2 separate regions of the Capra hircus genome follow, and region 2 is linked to region 1. A link is a contact called in public Hi-C data. All regions are on one chromosome and are shown on one strand. Each heading gives the region's core, a stretch centred on a gene start, on an enhancer-like site or on the middle of the called end of the contact. The rest is flanking DNA. Distances are from core to core; before and after follow the strand shown. Region 1 holds the start of LOC102175889 (C-C motif chemokine 2). Region 2 has its middle 47 kb from the start of ASIC2.

Evidence for each region. A called contact is a pair of places that touch in the nucleus more often than the background predicts.
Region 2: a Hi-C map of blood shows a contact between it and region 1, with 4 times the contacts expected there. The contact joins the enhancer-like site here to the promoter of LOC102175889 in region 1. A contact is called at or near these places in 2 of 5 Hi-C or Micro-C datasets (blood and liver).

The regions. Positions count from the first base shown.
Region 1 is chr19:15,556,027-15,558,726 of ARS1.2, forward strand. LOC102175889 (C-C motif chemokine 2) reads right to left here and starts at 1,273. Exons shown (of 3, transcript XM_005693218.3): 1 at 850-1,273; 2 at 1-99. The coding sequence starts at 925.
Region 2 is chr19:15,621,594-15,624,293 of ARS1.2, forward strand. No RefSeq gene overlaps it. Among named protein-coding and RNA genes, the nearest start is that of ASIC2, 47 kb to the right of the region's middle. Within about 2 kb of position 1,273, at least 1 of the 5 cell types and tissues checked has an H3K27ac peak or open chromatin away from gene starts, as enhancers often do.

The DNA.
Region 1 (2,700 bases), core at 23-2,522:
GACACTTGCTGGTGGTGACTCTTCTGTAGTTTGTCAGCCTCTGTATGGGGATCTTCTTATTGAATTTATAGCAGCAGGCGATTTGGGAGTTAATTGCATCTGGAAAGAGAACCACAAAGAAAAAGCACTTTAGAATGGACTAGGTTCTTTCCAATCTCAATCAGAGCAGAAAAGAGAAGTAAGGAGAAGGCAAAAGGGAGTCAGGTGTGCAGGGAGAACCCCTTAAATCCTAATATTTCAGCTTGTGCTTCAAAGCTACAGTATCAGATGGACTCAGTTTCCTAAGCCCTAAAATGGGCATGTAGCACTGACAATGAGCTGAGGGAAGGGAGCTTTGTTAAAACTAGATAATTTGGGGAAATTCTGTTAGTAGGAGCAAATAATCCAAGCTATCAAAGTTAGCTAAGGGTCCCCTTTAGGTAAGAAGAAATGGATGCTTTGTTGTGAGTTTCCCTGATACCCACTGCCTCTGCAAAACTGAGTCTCTGGAGTCCAGATTTCAGATCTTCTCCCCTGGCCTCCATAGTATCTGGATATACCCTGCCAGAGAGCCCCCCTCCTTATATCCCAGTCCTCAAATGCTGCTGAAATGAGCCAGGGCAATAACTGCACTGGGCTCAGGTTTCCAGAGCTGGAATCCTGGAAGGAGCTGGATTTGAGGTCTACATCTGGAATTCTCATCCAGGCTCTCTTCCAAGAGCAGCTGTGTGATCAAGCTCACTCCTATGCCTCTCCGACTTTCCTGATCTTGTAGTGAAAGTGAGAGTGCAGGTACCCTTCTGCTCCGCTGGCCCATCATGACCCAGAGAGGGGGCGATGAGCTTCAGAGGGAAGGAGAAGGGGGCTCACCTGGCTGAGCGAGCACCTCGGTGCTGAAGGCAGCTACTGTGAGTAGCAGGCAGAGGAGAGCAGCGGAGACCTTCATGTTGCAGCGAGAGGATTCAAGCTTCAGCGTGGGAGCTGTTGGCCTCTGGACTGGCCCCTCTGCTCCTCCAGTGGCTTGGCCTGCCTTTTATTGAAATCACCCACCGAGAGGGTGGAGCCGTGGGAGTGAGACTGGCCCAGGGGCGGCATCCGGGGCGGCATCCTCCTTAGTGAGTGCCGAAGCAGAATGTTAAATGTGCTGAGCAAGTGAAGCAGCCGGGACATTTCCAGGAAGTAGGAGAGGAAGCGGTGGGTCTCGACTGGGCAATTTTCCATTTGCAGCTGAGATCAAAAGGGTGAGGGGCAGGGTGCAGTTATATCCAGAGACCGCAGAGTAAACCAAACGGTTTATTCTTAAGATTCCCCTTTTTCTGAAGTGAAAACTCTGCAGAAAAGAAAGGAAGCCAGAGAAACAGAAGTCACAAGGATGCTGAAAGAAAGCATTCTTCCCCAAACTCCCTTCCCAGTCAGGCTGCCAAAAAACATTGAGCAGAGTTCCCTGTGCCATTTAGAAGGTCCTTGTTGGTTATCCTTTTAATAAATATAGCAGTGGATCACTATATGCATAATAAGAAATGGGTTCTATTGAGCAAATGACTGGTCCACCCTCAAACAACAGCCCAGGGACCTTCAAGCCAAGGAGGAGTCCTGAAGTCTTGGCAGGCACCCAACAGTGTATTAAATCTGTTTGCTCTTTAATATGTAGCATGGAGGTACAAGGTAAGCTTAGTAGAACTATAGGGGTTTTTTTTAAAACTATAAAACTGAATTCTATTAATAGAACCATCAGATTTAAGATGTGGAAGGAGCCATCTAGATCATGTTGATGTAATACTCACGCAGCACCTAACTCTGAACTGGGAATATTCAGTACTCCAACTCCATCCATTAGGTACTGTTCATTTCCATTTTATAGTCAGAAAGCCAAGGTACAGAGGAGCTAAGGAACCGGTTCAAGTTCCCCCAAACAAAGCCCAGTGTCTGTGCTGTCACGACTAGGACACACTTCGAGAAGAAGGGGCACATTCTCCAGCTGGCTGCCTGGTCATATATCTGGATGCCCTCTGGCTTCAGTCTCTGCAGAATCAGCAGACGTCTGAAAGGGAGCTGAGGACATTCCTTGTAGTTAAGTTATTACAGGAATCTGGAGCCCGTGGTTAGCACGGCAGGCAGACAAGACAAGACAAGAGGCGTGTCCTCGGCTATGGCAACTGTTATCCCAGCTTCTTTAGGATTCCCAAGGAGAAGGCGTGAGTCAAAGAACAGTCTTCCCGGAATTAGGACGGCTGCCTTCATGCTGCAACTCCACCTTAGACTTCCTCAGAAACCCCAGAATCCATCATAACACCTAAAAGACCTTAGTGTTCATTTCATTGAACTCTTTTCTTTCACAAATATGACAGAATTCCTTGAGGCGTGCCGGTGGCTGAGCCAAGCCTCGGATTCAGGCCTCGACTCCCCCGATTCTACTGCCTCACGATTCTGAGCTTGCTTGGCTTTGCCCAGTGGGCATGGAAGGCCCTATTGATCCTTCTTTCTCAAAGAGTCTTGGAGACAATGTCTTTGCAACATATGGGACTTTGGGGAAGAACTGTCTGCCAATCACTGCATTTGTTTTTGTTTGTTTTTTAAACTTTTTATTTTATATTGGAGTATAGCTGATTAACAATGTTGTGATAGTTTCAGGTGGACAGCAAGGAGACTCAGTCATACAGATACATATAACCATTCTCCCCCAAACTCCCCTCCCATCCAGGTTGCCCCATAACAATGAGC
Region 2 (2,700 bases), core at 23-2,522, 66 kb after region 1:
ACCCACAGAATTATCTCGCTATAGTTTTGTTTTTGCCTGCTTTTGCATATGATCTTCCCCACAAGATGAGAACTCTTTGCAGGCAGGCACTGTGTTTCCATAGTTTGTGTTTGGCATTTACCAGCATGAAAGGAAAATCAAAAGGGAGTCAGTATTGCCAAGTGAGGGCTTCCCAGGTGGCTCGGTGGTAAAGAATCACCTGCTGTCACAGGAGATGTGGGTTTGATCCCTGGCCTGAGAATATTCCCTGGAGAAGGGAATGGCAATCCACAGCAGTATTCTTGCCTGGAAAAACCCATGGACCAAGGAACCCAGTGGGCTACAGTTTCTGGTGTCACAAAGAGCAGGATACGACTCAGCAACTAAACAAAAACAATATTGCTAAGTGAGCTCCCCAAAGTGGAGCTGGACAGGAGGCCTTTAAGAAAGTGTGACCTTCCAGGGGGAAAGGGAGGGTGGAGGGATAAACTGGGAGATCGGGGTTGACAAATACACACCATCTATAAAAGAGATAACTAATAAAGACCTACTGTATAGCACAGGGAACGCTACTCAGTACTCTACAATGACCTATATGGGAAAACAACCTAAAAAAGAGTGGATATATGTATGACTGATTCACTTTGCTGCATACCTGAAACTAATGCAACATTGTAAATAAGTATACGCCAATAAAAAAGAAGTAATGTGACATGCATATTTCAGCTTGGATGGAATCTGACCTTTTGACCTGATGAAGTCATCCAGAACACCTGTCAGAGATTCAAGATGCTTTTTGAACTCCTTATGCGGAAACAACCTGTGATTCCTTAAGAAAAAGTATTTCCTGAGTCACTTGGGGGTCTATAATGATTCCACCAGGAAACTTTAAACAACCTCATGGCAACTTTTATGTCTCCTGCATTGCAATTCTTAGGACTCCAAGTAAACTCTCTCTCTCTTTTTTTTTTATTTTTAAAAGATTTTGGTGGTGCTGTGAGGCATGTGGGATCTTACTTTCCCAACCAGGTTCAAATCCATGTTCCCTGCAAAGTCCCCTGGTCAGAGTCTTAACCCCTGGACTGCCAGGGAAGTCCCATAAACTCTTTTCTTATTTGCAGCCTTCTGCATTACTTTTTTGGTGGATGGTAAGGGCATCCTGGAGGAGGGCATGGTGACACACTCCAGTATTCGTGCTTGGAGAACCCCCATGGAAAGAGGATCCTGGCGGGCTACAGTCCATGTGGTTGCAAAGGGTCAGACGTGACTGAGCGACTGAGCACAGCACAGCGCAAGGGCTTCCCACGCGGCGCTGGTGGTAAACCTGCACCAATGCAGGAGACAGAAGACATGCGAGCTTGATCCCCGGGTTGGGAAGATCGCCTGCAGGAGGGCATGGCAACTCACTCCAAGATTCTTGCCTGGAAAATCCCATGGACAGAGCAGCCTGGTGGGCTACAGTCCATGGGGTTGCAAAGAGTCAGATCCGATTGAAGTGACTTAGTACACACACACACACAAGTTACTCATTAAAGGCAGGCTGGCTAAACAGACAGTCATAGGTCTTAGAAGAATTCTAAGAACTGGGGACACGAAGCAGAGAAAACAGTGGACCCCTTGAATGCCACTGGGCCCCCCAGGGGATGCAGTGGACGAAGAAGCCATTCAATTCTTCACCACTCCTGGGAGAAATGGACTGAGACTCTCACTACAGCCAGGAGCCTCCTCCACTCCCCACAGAGCTTGTTAAAGCGGTCATTTAACACACAGTTCAGTAGTCAAGGATCTGGGGTCCAGATCCAAATGCAGGGTTCCCAGTGCCAGCTCCAGCCTTTACCAAGGGTGTGACCTTTGAAAGTGTGTCAATTTCTCAGCGCCTCTGTTTCACTACCTAGCTTTAAAATGGGAATAAAAACCGTCCCTACCTCACTCACATGTGAATATAGATGAGTTAATGCATGTAATGTGGTTACCATGCTGCTCCAATGAGCACTCAGTAAATAGGAGCTTTTCCTGCAGGATCCTACACTGAGCATTTTGGCCTACAGATATGGACAGTGTGCTATGGAAAGAAAGGCTTCCCTTGTAACTCAGTTGGTAAAGACTCTGTCTGCCATGCAGGAGACACAGGTTCGATTTCTGGGTCAGGAAGATCCCCTGGAGAAGGAAATGACAACCCACCCCAGTATCCTTGCCAGGAGAATCCCATGGAGGATGCCTGGCGGGCTACAGTCCATGGGGTAGCAAGAGTCAGACACGACTTAGCAACTAAACCACCACCAGGTGGAAAGAAAGGCCAAGCTCAAGCCCCATCTTCAGCACTTCCAGCTCAGTACTTAGGAACATATTCTCCCTGCCTGAGCTTCTGTTTGATTATCTTTCAAATAAAATAATAATTCCCATGATATACAGTTGAAGTAGTTATGAAATATTGCTTATTAAGGGTAAAGAACAACACCTGGCATAAATGGGGCTCATGGGTGTGTTTCCTTCATCTTTCACTTAAGTGTCCCCCTTCGGTATGACAGATTGACTGGGCAGAGATAATGGCAATTGGAAGGAAGAAATAAAGAGGGAACACGCAGGACACAGAGGGTCCAGGAAATTCAACCTGGTGTCTTGAGAGGTTGGTGGGAGCCTGCTGCCATCTGCTGGATTGAGCGGGGATGGCATCCAAGTGCTCTCGAACGCCACCTTGCGTTAAAAGAGGTGACGACATAG